Regions from separate parts of the Mus musculus genome. Here regions 2, 3, 4 and 5 are each linked to region 1. Evidence: chromatin contacts called from public Micro-C and promoter capture Hi-C data. All regions are on one chromosome and are shown on one strand. The core of a region is the stretch at or near the end of the contact, and the rest is flanking DNA. Distances in the headings are between cores, read along the strand shown.

What was found. Promoter capture Hi-C pulls out the DNA fragments that hold promoters and counts their contacts. A called contact is a pair of places that touch in the nucleus more often than the background predicts. Capture Hi-C pulls out chosen DNA fragments and counts their contacts.
Region 2: a Micro-C map of embryonic stem cells shows a contact between it and region 1, with 2.6 times the contacts expected there. The contact joins the promoter of Adamts7 here to the promoter of Rasgrf1 in region 1. A contact is called at or near these places in 4 of 39 promoter capture datasets (embryonic stem cells, liver and stem cell-derived epiblast-like cells), 7 of 484 Hi-C or Micro-C datasets (differentiating embryonic stem cells and embryonic stem cells) and 2 of 115 datasets of contacts at active chromatin or transcription factors (both in embryonic stem cells).
Region 3: a promoter capture Hi-C map of adipose tissue shows a contact between it and region 1. The contact joins the promoter of Tmed3 here to the promoter of Rasgrf1 in region 1. A contact is called at or near these places in 6 of 39 promoter capture datasets (the 3T3-L1 cell line, the C10 cell line, cranial neural crest and 3 more), 4 of 484 Hi-C or Micro-C datasets (cerebral cortex and embryonic stem cells), 2 of 115 datasets of contacts at active chromatin or transcription factors (forebrain and pancreatic cancer cells) and 2 of 9 other capture datasets (adipose tissue and pancreatic islet).
Region 4: a contact with region 1 is called in a promoter capture Hi-C map of liver. The contact joins the promoter of Ankrd34c here to the promoter of Rasgrf1 in region 1. A contact is called at or near these places in 1 of 39 promoter capture datasets (embryonic stem cells), 18 of 484 Hi-C or Micro-C datasets (all in embryonic stem cells), 2 of 115 datasets of contacts at active chromatin or transcription factors (both in embryonic stem cells) and 2 of 9 other capture datasets (adipose tissue and liver).
Region 5: a contact with region 1 is called in a promoter capture Hi-C map of embryonic stem cells. The contact joins the promoter of Ctsh here to the promoter of Rasgrf1 in region 1. A contact is called at or near these places in 6 of 39 promoter capture datasets (the HPC-7 cell line, cranial neural crest, embryonic stem cells and 1 more), 2 of 484 Hi-C or Micro-C datasets (embryonic stem cells and nephron progenitors), 5 of 115 datasets of contacts at active chromatin or transcription factors (embryonic stem cells and pancreatic cancer cells) and 3 of 9 other capture datasets (adipose tissue, liver and pancreatic islet).

Annotation. Positions count from the first base shown.
Region 1 is chr9:89,908,454-89,911,147 of GRCm38.p6, reverse strand. Rasgrf1 (RAS protein-specific guanine nucleotide-releasing factor 1) reads right to left here and starts at 1,373. Exons shown (of 27, transcript NM_011245.2): 1 at 875-1,373. The coding sequence starts at 1,150.
Region 2 is chr9:90,161,625-90,164,318 of GRCm38.p6, reverse strand. It overlaps Adamts7 (a disintegrin-like and metallopeptidase (reprolysin type) with thrombospondin type 1 motif, 7), which reads right to left and starts at 1,341. Exons shown (of 24, transcript NM_001326351.1): 1 at 1,005-1,341. The coding sequence starts at 1,074.
Region 3 is chr9:89,703,739-89,706,432 of GRCm38.p6, reverse strand. It overlaps Tmed3 (transmembrane p24 trafficking protein 3), which reads left to right and starts at 1,390. Exons shown (of 3, transcript NM_025360.2): 1 at 1,390-1,687. The coding sequence starts at 1,508.
Region 4 is chr9:89,737,155-89,739,848 of GRCm38.p6, reverse strand. It overlaps Ankrd34c (ankyrin repeat domain 34C), which reads left to right and starts at 1,374. Exons shown (of 2, transcript NM_207260.2): 1 at 1,374-1,766.
Region 5 is chr9:90,052,953-90,055,646 of GRCm38.p6, reverse strand. It overlaps Ctsh (cathepsin H), which reads right to left and starts at 1,380. Exons shown (of 12, transcript NM_007801.3): 1 at 1,013-1,380. The coding sequence starts at 1,097.

The DNA of each region.
Region 1 (2,694 bases), core at 124-2,623:
ACGTCTAGGCCCGCTGCAGATCGCGGCCTAGCCCTTTAGCCTTGCTTTTTGGACAACGCCACAAGCGAATGAACGAGTGAGCGCAGCGCTACCGCGGCGACTGCAGCGGCCGCTGCGGCGCAAGGGGCGGGGGAGGAAAGAAGAACCCACTTGTCCCACTGCTTCGCAGCAGCCCTGGCCCTGGCCTCCGCGCATTTCAGCGTTTGTTTGTAAACCCTGGGGTTTGTTAGCCTGGCCAGAGCCAGCTGAAGCACATCATCACTAGATCACACAAAATAACGACTCCCCAGCCCCCCACCCCCACCCCAATTCCCTAACTCGGCCAGGCTAGCGCAGATTATAATTCTCCCCTAGCTGCGTGAGACAGGGGACCGCGACGCTTCGACGTCTGTCTCACCCTTTCCAAGCCTAAGTGTAAGGAATTTCACATTTCGGGCAGAAGATGGGGACTATCAAGGATGGGGGTGAGGGTGGGGGTTGGGATGGGGCTAGGGGCACCATTTTAAGTCGGACGGTGATGAAATTCCTTGCCCGAGTAGGTCCTTTGGACCCCATCTTCATCTCTATCTCCAAGTTTCAGGCTTCCTGTCCCCGCCACCACCAACACCCCCCCCCCGCCACTCCTACGGGGTTTACCCTGCCAAGGGCGGTCGCAGCTGGTAGCGGCGCCCTACCCGCAGTCCCTGCCTCCTCTGCCCGCACTAGGGTCACCCTCCCAATTTGGTCCAGCCGGTCCTTCCCGCGAAAGATGCTGAGACGCCCTGAATTCTTAGAGGAGAGGGTCAAAGTTCTGTCCCCAAAGCTGGATGGAAGGCCCTGAACCCTCAAAGGCCTTAGCAGGGGCGCGGGAGGTCGGGACGCGGCGCTCCCTCACCTGTTTCTCGCCGGACTCCTTGGAGGAGGTCCCTCGCTTGGGGGAGGGCGCGCGTTTACAGATACTTCCCTCGAGCAGGTAGAGCCCCGAGGGCCGAGGGCTGGAGTCGCTTTCGAAGTAGAAAAGCAGGTTCTGGAGCAGGGCAAACCACTTGGTTTGCCATTTTGGGTTGTCCGCACTCCTCTTGCTCAGGTAGCCTTTGCGCGTGCCGTCCTTCTGTGCCAGCAGTCCCAGGGTCACGACGTGGCCATCGTTAAGCCGGATGGCTTTCTGCATGATGCTAGAAGGCCTGAGAGACTGCTACGCACTTACATCTCAGAGAGGCATCCGAATGCCCCTCGTCGGTGCGCGCTCTGCCGTTCTCTGGCGCTCTCTGAATCGCTCCCTCGCTCTCCCTCGCGCGCGCTCTCTCTCTCTCTCTCGCTCCCCCGCCCTCCCTCGCTCTCTCACACCCCGCCCCCTTCAAGATCTACACTTTGAGATCGGGCGCCGTGCTCGCTCCTAGCTGGACCCTTCCTGGCTGGAACCTCTTCTCTCCGCAGAGCCGCGGGGGCCCCTGGGGATGTTGCACGACCCTCCCTCAGCTAACTGAGGGGAGGGCGGTCTGCGCGAGGGCTGGGGGCAGCAGGCGGAGTCATATGACGCCAATCCCTCGAAGAGCCCGTTTCAGCAGCGCGGACAGGGACACACGCACGCAGCCCCGCCGAGGCGCAGAGCCGCACGCAGGCTGCACCTTGGCGCCTCCTCCCCTCCCCGGACACACACACGCAAACACACGCACACACGCAAACACACACATACACACACACACACACACACACACACACACACACACACGCACGCACACGCACACATACACGCCTACCCCTCCCTCCTTGTTTTCCTCTTCTCTACTTCGGGTGTTCTAAGCCAAATCAGATCAATTTTCGTTCAAGCCAATGGCACCCCGGAGGCTCGCCTCCTCGGAGTTTGTGTTCTTTGCGCCCCGCCGCGGCGCACCTTAGACCTAGGGTCGGCCCCATTTGTCGTTTTTCTCTCCTACAGCTTTCTCTCACCTTCTTTCCCTACTTTATTTTTCTAATTCAAGGTGGATGGAGGAAGGTGGATAGTAAAAGGGATGCACTAGTTTGTTCATAACCGTTCGAGTCTGTTTTTTTTTCTCTATTCCTCGCGGCTTCGCCGGCGACACGAGAATAAAAGGGGTGAACTTGGGTGGGAAGAGGTGACCGCTCCATTTTGAGCATTGCCATAATAACCGGTGTCACCCCATAAACCCCAAGGTCTGGCTGGCAAGCCACTGGTGGGAGTTTTCAGCAAATATCCCAGAAGCCTGAAGGCGGGCTTCAAACACAGGCGCCTGGGACCATGGGAGCCTTCACATAGCTGCGCTGGCGCAATGATACCTTAATGATAGATTTTCCGTTCTTATTTTTAGCTTCAATTCGCCTACACAGTTACACGGCATTTATTCGAGAACGTCACAGCGCCCGCATGCTGCACCGGCAGAGCGCGCGGGCTGCCGGGCCAGCCGGGTTCTGGTGCGGGGAGCGCGCATCGCCGTCTGCCGCAGAGGGCAGCGGCCTCGTTGAAACCGGGAACGGCGCCCGGCGCTGACAGTTTGCAGCCGGGACGGGTGTCCTCGCAGCTCTCTGGAGAGAGAAAAACACACACACACACACACACAAAACAACACCATCTTTCCTCACAGAACCGCGAGAGCCCTTCCCCCTTTAGAAACACACACACACACACACACACACACACACACACACACACACACACACACCATGCACCATAGTCTGGAATGGAGCTATTCCAGT
Region 2 (2,694 bases), core at 92-2,591, 250 kb before region 1:
CACTCACACACCCAGACTTCTCGAATGTTACTGTTAGATTAATCCCAAAATGCTGTTCTCCTCGGTGCTTTAAATGTCCCTGGCATCCAGGCCCACAGCTACAGTATCTTGACCAGGATGGCAAATGGCCTAATCAGGCTCAGGGCAGATCTTCCTTGAGGTCACCCCTGCCCCATGCATATTGGTCCAACTCACTCAAGAGTTCATTCATCCCTCCAGTCCCGTCACCCCTGTCATACCCTTGAATCCCTCACCTGCAGATACATAACCAGCCCCCATTTGGCCTGGAGCGTGCTAAACACGGGCTCTGGGGTCTTCCACATCCCTGACTCTCACAGTCCCAGGCCCGCTGCTCCGGACTCTCCAGAAGCGCGCTACAACGCAGGTCGCGGCCAAACAAGAGCCTGGATGCTGGCCAGAGGCTCGTCGGAGGCCGGCCGGCCAGGCGGGGCTGGGAGAGTTAACCCAGGGCGGAGGAAGAAGCTCAGGCTCCCCCATTCCCCTCCCTTGAACACTTGGGGGAGGGGGAAACAGGAAATGCAAAGGCGATGGGGACTCGGACCCCCACGTCCGCCTAGCTGGGAGGAGAGGCGGCGGACCCCGGTAGACCTGCGACCTGGCGCGGTCCCCAGCAGCGTCCTGGCTAGTTTGCTTTCCAGGAGAGTCACCCCGAAGGAGTGTGTAAGAAGCCGTCTCGCGCGAATCGTCCAGCCCACTCGGAGGAGCGCTCTCCTGGGAAAGATGCACTCAGCGCAGCACGCGCGGCAGGGAAGCCGAAGCCCGAAGAGAGTGCAAGCTCACTCCAGTGGCAAGTCCCGGATGCCAGCTGAGTGGACAACTGAAGGATGGCTCCCGGTAGGTGCAGCTTCTCTCAGCTGCCAACACGACCCCAGCTGATCCCTAGTCTCAGAGTAAGCCGGTCCTGCGCGGGGTGCACAGAGAAGCGGCTGGGATTGCAGAAAGGGTGGCAGGGTCAGACGGGTCCCAGAGGCTCAGCCACCCACCTGATGCAGGTCCGAGGACGCGGGACGCCAGAGCGCACAGGATCAGGAGGAGACTCGGACCACGGTGCATGGCCCGGACGGGGTGGCCGCAGGACGACCCCTGTGCACTCCTTCGTCTACGCCGTTGCGTCCCAGCCGGGCCTGGGTCCGACTCAGGACATGCCTGGCTTTAAACTCTTCCCAAGGTCCGGGTCCTGACTCTAGCCGCCGGGCAGCTGCACTCGCTCCTCCGGCAACAAAGACTGCAAGGCCCGCCCCCTCAGCCAGCTGCCGAGGCAAAGAAAGAGAGCGAGAAGCCCAGGAAAAAAAAAAGAAAGAAAGAAAGAAAGAAAGAAAAGGAAGGAGGGAGGGCGGGAGGGGGAGCAGGGCGCCCACCCCCGCCCCGCCCGGCGGGCTCCTGCCCCCGCCCCCACCGGTCTCGCCCCGCCCCCGCCAGGCCTCAGCGCCCTGCGGGCGGGCCACCTCTTGCAGAGCACGGTCCCCACCCTACCAACTCAGGCTCCGGACCGCCCGCAGGGCTACAGACGTCCCCCTGGCGGTGGTGCGCGCCCAGGCCGTCTGTATCCTCCGAGATCTACCCCCCCCCCCGTCCCCTCCCAAAAAAAATCTGGAGTTCTGCAGTTTCTTGTCACTATCTATGCTTCAAGAGACATTCTTGGGTATGCGTCCCAGGCAAAGAATGCCTGCCCTTCAGAGAAAGAAACCTGGAAACCCCCAAGGAACGGAGATGGCACAGCAAGGAGGCACGATCCGGGGGATTCTAGATTTGTGTCCAAAGTCAACCTAGGAGAAAGACTTGGGCCCTTCTAGACTGGGCAGCAGTTCGCTGATTCCTTGCCTCCAGATGCTTTCAGATGTCTGTTTTCCCTGGACTCGGCACAGCGTTCTGCCAACAGCCTAGAGACTCTGGTGGGCCAAGACAGTGGCTACAGACTTTCAGAAGGGACCCTGGTAGCCTGAAAGCCAGCCAACCTTGCTTCATATTCCTAAAAATCTTCTGTCCTTGGTGGCCCTAATCCACATCCCCTTTAGCCTATACTTCCAGGAGCAGACTCAGGAGAACATGCACGCGGGCGCGCGCGGGCGCGCACACACACACACACACACACACACACACACACACACACACACACACACACACACCTTCACTGAGCCTGGTTCTACCCTGACAGTGATGTACTTGTACAATCCTTCTTCTCCCCCTTGGCCACTCTTTGTGCCCACCAAGGTACACAGGGACCCATACGGCTCATTGGCAGTTTCATGGTGTTTCTCCTACCAGAGAGCTCACTTGTATCTCTCTGCTGTCCGGCTCTCTTAGCTCTAGGGAGATGTGTGTAATGCATCGACATCTGCTCTCCTCACAGTCATCCTCAATGTCTCCATCTTAGTTCTTTTAGGTCTTGGTACCACCTGAGGCTGTGACATCCCCTGCAGCGGAGATTGTTGTTGGTTTATTTCGTTTTGTGTCCTCTAGTCCCTTGTCATCTTTCTTCTCTTTACCCTTTGACCTCTTCGGGCTCCATCTTCCCTCTCCCCCCCCACCCCCCCACCTCTGACAGTGGCAGGAACAACAAAGGCTATCCCATCTTCCTGAACATCTCCCACCCAGTGCAAAGGTACGGAAAGCTGGCACCTACTTTCTCTTTCTGAATATGCAGAGCAAACACTTTGCACTGTTGGAAAATGA
Region 3 (2,694 bases), core at 141-2,640, 200 kb after region 1:
CTTGTCTTATATGTAGTTTGATGCTGATTCCAATTCTGCCTGCTCCAACTTAAAGAGCTGTGAAACCAGGCCTCTTCTTTTGAACCACTGCAGATTCCCCCTCCCTCCCCCACCCTCCCAACCCCCATCCCCACCACCTGGAACTTAAATGTAGCGCTTCATCTTTAACTTGTGGGAACTTCAGTTTTGTTTTGTTTTGTTTTGTTTTGTTTTTCTTCACTTGATTTTCCAGTTAGATGATTATAACTTTCACATCTTCAAATACTCTTCATTAAAAATGTTAAGAGTTGGAGGAGAGATGGCTCACTGGTTAAGAATACTTCTAGAGGACCCCAGTTTGGGTCCCAAAAGCCTTATCAAATGAGTGACAACTGCCTGCAATTCTAGCTCCAGGGGATCCAAAGCCTCTGGCCTCTTTGGAGACCTGCATTCATATATACATACTCATATACACACATGTGCATACACATAATTGAAAATAAGAAATATAAGTCAATGTTAAATAGGACAAGCAGGGAAGGAGCCCCAAGGCACACAGCTCAACACCTCTTTCACATCTAATCTAGCACAGAGATAGTACATTTTATTAATAATTATATTATGGGTGCTGCTTTCATGCACATTAGCTCCTTGATACAGGATCCAGTATGGCCAGTGGTAGTGTATGCCAATTTTATCTATGTGGTAGTATATATGAGTAGTGAAATTCTTTGTTAAAATTAAGATTCACCATATCTAATAATGTTCTACTGACAGTAAGTGTTTATGTATCAGCAAATATTATAACATGTAATGTCTCTTTGTTTATGGACTATGGTGAACATAAAATCATATATATCCTTCTTAGGGCAGTTGTCATGAATAAGACAATAAATCAACTTGTCTTTCAACACTTTTAGAAGTTAAAGGGGATGGCAGATTCTCTCTGAAAAAATTTTCAATGTGACCCGAATGCGAAAACATAATTGAAATCCTTTAGATGCTTTTATTTCCAGAAGGGAGTCTGTGTGCAAGAAAACCTGTTTTCCCCCAGTGTAGCCATGGGGTTTACTTTGTTGAACACTTCTTCACCTTAGGTAGGAGGGGGGAGTGGAGGATCCGTCGCCTCCCTTCCCTGCGGTTCCTTTCTAGTCCATCGAGTCCTCCTAACTACTGAATGTGTTCATTACGTCCGGGATTTCTCCGGAGACGTGGCAGACACTAAGTGACAGCAAGTCAGAAACAGACTAGAAGCCCAACGGTTTCCGAGTTGAAGGGACGCACTGAGAAGTACCCGAGTCCAAGAGCCGCATCAAATACAATAGCGCCTAAACTCAGTGATGCGCTTGCGCAGCGGGCGGAAAGGTTCCCCGCCCACCTCTCTGGTGTGCGGCTGCGCGCGGAGTGGCCGCCACCCGGAACCGCTGTGCTGAGCTCGCGCCACGTCTCTTCAGGGGGCCCCTCCCCTCTCCCTGCTGTCCCTGCTGTCGCTGCGCGGGAGCCTAGAGAGGACTAGGCCCGGAGCATCATGGTCCACGAGGCTCCGCACGCTTCATCCTTCCAGATGCTGCTACAGCTGCTGCTTCTGCTCCTGCTCCGGGCCGAGCCACTGCGGAGCGCTGAGCTCACCTTCGAGCTGCCGGACAACGCCAAGCAGTGCTTCCACGAAGAGGTGGAGCAGGGCGTGAAGTTCTCTCTGGATTACCAGGTGCGGCCCTAGCCGCGTCTCACTGGGGCTACTGGTGCGCCGCCATCCGGAGCGGCCAAGATTAGCCACCAAAGGCTGAGGGGGTCGGGGATAACAACCCCAGACCGGTTGACTTCTCCCTGAGAAGAAACGTTTGTATCTGCCAGAGCCCTCCCGAAGTGGGCCAGGGGCACTGGGGAGTTAGGCAGGCTACAGGTGAGCGCTCAGGATGGGGGGCCTGTTACCGCCCCCTGTCGCCCCCTGCAGAATTGACCAGAATGACCTCTCCCAGGTACCTCCAGGAACATCAGTATTAATTAGCTGGACACCCACTGGGTGGCAGTCTGACCCAACTGTCACTTTGGGCTGGGTGTCTTGCTGGTGCTGAAGTCAGCTGCATCCTTTACAGCTGGAGTTTGGGGTGACATAGTTGGAGTGATGAAGGGTTTTTTTTTTTTGAAAGGAGGGTTCAGTGCAGACTTCGAACCCTGCCAGTGTATACTTAAGGACAGTCACACACACTCCCTCCCCAGTGGTGTGGCTATGTGGCTTGCCTCTCTGCTTACCATATGGCTCAACAAAGTTAGGTCCTGCACTTTGGTCTCCATGGACAGATCTCATAGCTAACAGTTGCTTTGGTAAAGGCTCTATCCCCTAGGGTTAATGAGTAGGCATAGGGTCAGAGGGATGAATGACCACCATAAAGCAAGACCTCTAGAAATGAGGTGACACAGGCACCCCAGTTGTGTACAATGAGTAAGCCCTTCTATGGTAGACGCTCTGAAGGTTGCTTCTGCTGACAATTCCATGTATGGTGGAGTCACTGATGAGACTGCTCTCACATCTATGGACGACATACAGTGTGTGTGTGTGTGTGTGTGTGTGTGTGTGCCTGCCTCAGCACAGGCAGCCTAAGAATAAGAACAATATTCTTGGCTGGGCAGTGGTGGCGCAGGACTTTAATCCCAGCACTTGGGAGGCAGAGGCTGGTGGATCTCTGAGTTCGAGGTCAGCCTGGTTTACAGAGT
Region 4 (2,694 bases), core at 125-2,624, 170 kb after region 1:
CCCCTAACCCTACAGCAACACTGTCAAGTAGCATGCTAAATCAGGGGATGAAAAAATGGATTTTTCAGGGGTGATGTGGAATAATTGGCTTCTAACCTCTGCATTACTCCTTTGCACAAATATAATAGTTACAAACCATGAAAACATTTAGGGAAAGAAACACTGTTGAGATTCTGGGGTAGAAAGTCTCACTTAGCAAGATGGGAAATGTAGAAGTGACTATACTAACTTTTACTGGGATTAAGGGGACTCCATAAACAGAACTCAAGTCATTAAAAAATTATGGGGACTGAATGGAAACTTCCATGTGTAGTACTATGGCACTGCTGACTAATAAAAGCACAGTAGGAAATAATATCGATCCATTTAAAAGATCAGTAACATTGATAGCTATCTAGTAAGTTTGGTTTTAAAATAAGTAAAAGAGAAGTGATAGACAATTTCAACAGAAAGTATTAGGAAAGCAAAGAGGATTTTTTTGGAACAGTGTCAGAGACATACATACATACATACATACATACATACATACATACATACATAAAAATAGCAAGACAATACTTTGAAACTTTGTGCTGGAACGTTGAACATATAAATGAGATAATTTTCAAGAAATATAGAAATCACTAAAATTATGTCAAGAAGTAGGACATTTTGGGGTAGGGTAAATCAATGCTATGTGTGCATGAAATTTAGAAGAAAATTCAACTTACCTCTAGGAAGCTGACTAGTGGGGAAAGGAGTCTACAGGGCTCAGTGGAAGGAGGCACCCACTTGCTAAAACCGTACTCTGCTTTGAATAATATGCAGTAGCTATGAATTAATTTAGTTAAAAGATAACTAAAAATTGTTTAGTGTTGACTCCATGGGAAGTCATAGAAGTAGGAAGGAGGTGGGTTAAAGGTTGGAGTTGATGCAATCCAGAAGTAGCCATGTGGAGCCACCACACACACACACACACACACACACACACACACACACACACACACACACAATCAGATTCTCTCATTGTGGACTGTCATCCTGAGATCTCAAGTTTATCAAGGAAATCTGAAATAGGCAGAGCCATAGGAAAAGCAAAGCAGACACGAGTTTGAATCCCTACCGGTGACAAGACTTTGGAAAGGTCCGTTCAAATCTCCAGACCCCAAGGAATAGACTCTTCACTTGCGCAAATACACCAGGGGCTCAAAGGCTCCTGCCAAGTTGTTAAGCAAGTCTGATTTCAAGGAGAACTAGGGACAAGGGGGAGGGGCAGCGGCTCCTTTCCCCACAGGGGCAGGTAGGCACCTCCCCCACCCTCACTGCCCCCTCCTTTCAGCTTCCTCGCTCACACCCACCCACACAGCCCTCTCTGTTCCCGGCTGGAGAGCCTTTCTCGGGCGCCAGCGGGCAGCAGTGGAGCCAGCCAGCAGAAGCCAAGCTGCAGGACTGGGCTGCGCAGGAGCTCTGCAGCTAGAAGCTGCAGTCTAGGGAGCATCCTCACATTTCTTTAATACTTCTTTCTCTTATTAAATACTTCTTTCTCCTTGGCCACCACAAGTTGGAAGATCAGGGTGATTCGAATAATTGGCACAGAGGTTTCATTTGTGGCCCTTGAAGAAGTTCTGAGCAAGTCATTCAACGGCATCCACGAAGACAGGGCTAGTTCAGCTTCTGGCTCTGCTTCAGACAGGCAGAGCCCTCCTGGAGCCAACCTGAAGCCGCAGGAGGAGGTGCTGTGGAAGTGATGGCTCTGTCCAAGTCCTGGACCAAGGTAGCATCTCTGGGTAAGCAGGTAAGCCCCCCCCCCACGGGTTAAGTGCACCTCAAAGGCTTTCTGCTGGTCACCTAGGTGAGTCTAGAGTCTCCCCAGAAGTAAGTCTGCGTTTTCTAGCCAGGGCAGGAGGCGGGGCTGGTAGGAGAGAGCCTGTTTTTATCACAGGAAATTGTGGGAGACTGGAATGAAAGGATTTAATGTAAAATATATATATTTGCATTAACGCGTGGGGATGACATGCGTAGGAGCCAGGGACTTTTGTAGGAAATGGTTGCAGATTGGGGCAGGCTGTTGGGCGTCTGGGTTTTTATAGGAACTAAAACTGGAGCAAAGCCTTACGTTTTTTGCATAAACCTGTGGGGAGTGGGCAAAGACAAGGTGTGATTCTGAAAATGTGCACAAAATTGTAAAGTGTATGTGTCTGAGAATTTCTGAGAAATGATGGGAGGAGCATTTACGGCTCTGACTTCAATTGACTCCGCCACCCCACCCCCACCCATAATCAGTCCTCAGGAAGGGACCCAAAGACACTGATAGCAATGGATTCCCATACACCAGGCGCAGCCACACCCCGGGTTTCAGCACTTCGGACAGAGCCCTTTCCCACCTCCACCCCTGCAGCTTTAAGCCAGAGGCGCTGTTTAGTTCCTCCGCAGTTACCTCTGCATGGTGGGCGGTGACTCCCTGGGTTTGGCAAAACGGGGCTCTTGAACCGAAAAGACGAATATTTGTGAAGTTCAGTTTTTAATCGGCTTCTAACTGCTTCCTGTGACTACAGAAGGAAGGGGCGGAGTGCAAAGGTATCTTTCCAAGGTTCCGCGAATGCTGCAGCTAAACGAAGTGGCCTCCTCTGTTTGGGAGGGTGTATCCAAACTTTCCAAAGTACTTATCTTTTATAAGTCGCTTACCGCATGCCAACACCCGGTGCCAAATGCTCT
Region 5 (2,694 bases), core at 131-2,630, 140 kb before region 1:
GTCCGGATCGTTTGGGATGTCTTCACACTGCCCGGGAGATCCCCAGAGACCCAAGTCAGCACAGCAATATGAATTTGCTACGTGGCATTTATCTCTCTCTCTGAAAGCCCTAGTTCCAGTGAGTTACAAAACCAAAAAGAAAGAAAGACAAGCTGGTAAGAGAAAGTAGAAATGGGAGGGGGAACAATAGAGGGTAATGAAGGCTGAAATATATCAGGATATATTATAAACACTCATGAAAATGTAATAATGAAACTTATTATTAAGTACAATTAATATATGCTAATAAAATCTTTTTTTTTTTTTTTAAAGGAAGTTTTGTGTGTCCTGCGGAAGGACCATCAGCAGGGCTAGGAAATCCCAGACCACCATCTACTCTCAGCCAGGGGCTTTGATTGACCGGCTCTTTACACTTAAAAATGGCTGGCGCGCTTTAACTTCTGTTTTCACTGTCCATAAATAAACATCTATTAGAACCAGCTACCCGTAGCTGCGTTCGTTCCACAGGTTCCAAAGGTTCGTTTGTAGCCTTTAGGAGTTGCTACAGAGACCAACGTTGTACACAGTAAAATATTTACTGGTTAGTCTCCTGCGGTTGCACTTTGCCAAGAGTTGAGGCGACTTTCCCGAGCCAGCTTTTTCCAGGCACACCACAGACGCTAGGGTTAAAACTTCTGTGGGTGCCCCATGTTCCGCAGGGCAGGGAGTCACCCCAGCACGGCACAGTCGGACTAATAACCCAGGCAGGGCGATCCCCGGGGAGGCCAAGTCCACGGAAAGTACAGGCTGGGATGTCCCGCTCCCTCCCGTGGTGGGACAGGAAAGTTTTGTGCCCTTAGCTGTCCGGCAGAAGGGGCTGAAGGCTTCTGTATCTAGATCTGAGCCAAAAGGACTCTAGGTACCTGCCAGCCTGTTCCTCGGATCACGCAAGACGCGTGTCCCCCGAGACTAGCCCGTCCCTGTTCTCCCTCCGGTGCCCTCGGAGCCCTGCGCCCCACTTTCTCCCTCCTACCTATGGCGTTCACGGTCAGCTCGGCGGTGGCCCCAGTACTCAGCAGCCAGGCCCCAGCGCACAGCAGCGGCAGCGCAGCCCACATCTCGGCGCTCACTGCCCGGTCCCACCGAGTGCCCTCTGAGCCCAGCCTGTGGAAAGGAGGTGGGGCGACTCTGGCCTCCGCCTAGGTGATGATGGTTCCTCTCCTGCCCCCTGTGGCCATTACACTCCTGCTCTTGGGAAGAAGGGTTCTCAGGGTCTGACCCTGAAGGCTAGTCCCTGCCAAGTGGGAGGAAGCGCAGCCTAATCCCCAGTTTCCTGTCTGTCCCCATCTCTGGTAACTCCGTCTCCGTGAAGGTTTCTTGAACCATAGCTCCCTGGCCTTCCCTATAGCTTGAAATGACTTAACCAGAGGGCTGTCTGGACTGCTCACCCCCAACAGGCATTTGGGTTGCTTCCAGGCATTTGCGTTGCTTCCTCCTCCTTCCTCCTTCTTCTTCCTTCTTCTTCTGTTTTGGTTTTTTGAGACAGGGTTTCTCTGTACTCACTTTGTAGACCAGGCTGGCCTTGAACTCAGAAATCCACCTGCCTCTGCCTCCCAAGTGCTGGGATTAAAGGTGTGCGCCACCACACCTGGCTCTTTTTTTCTTCTTACAGTCCCCATATAGCCCAGGCTGTCTTTGAACTTGTAACCCTCCTGTTTCAGCCTCCTTTACAAGTTTCTCCTGGCAGCCCATGGCATTTTGATGAAGGCAGAATGACCTTCCTCTCCTGAGATTCTTTGGTCAGATTCTGTCTTTCTAGTGCCGGGGGAAGAGATTCCAGAAGTCTTTTAGAATTAAGTATAGTAAGGTGGTTCTCTACCTGGGGGTCAAATGACCCTTTAAAAGGGGCCACCTAAGACCATCGAAAAACACAGATATTTATATTATAATTTATAATAGTATCAAATGTACAGTTATGACATAGCAACAAAAATAATCTAATGGTTTGGGGATCACCATAAAATGAGGTTGAAACTACTGGTCTAGTGGCTTTGACCAGTTTTCAGAATTCTATTTAAGAAGCCCTGAGGCTACGGATGTAACTCAGCGAGCATGGTCCATCATGCACAAGGCTCTCATATAAGCCTTGAATAAGTTCAATGCCTAGTACTCCTATAAACACACACACACACTCCCCCCCACCCCCCCCAAATAGCCAAATAGACAAACCGAACCAAAAGCCACCACACAAAGGCACGTCTTTCAGATACTCTGGACATGTGGACACTGAATCTACACTGATCGGTTCTGACAGGCCTGGAGTATGGCTCCAAGGACAGATAGTGTGCAAAGGGCTCCCATTTTAGGATATCTGACTTGATGTGTGTACTGGCTGGTTTTGTGTGTCAACTTGACACAGCTGGAGTTATCACAGAGAAAGAAGCTTCAATTGAGGAAATGCCTCCATGAGATCCAGCTGTAAGGCATTTTCTCAATTAGTGATCAAGGGGGAAAGGCCCCTTGTGGGTGGAACCATCTCTGGGCTGGTAGTCTTGGTTCTATAAGAGAGCAGGCTGAGCAAGCCAGGGGAAGCAAGCCAGTAAGGAACATCCCTCCATGGCCTCTGCATCAGCTCCTGCTTCCTGACCTGCTTGAGTTCCAGTCCTGACTTCCTTGGTGATGAATAGCAGTATGGAAGTGTAAGCCGAATAAACC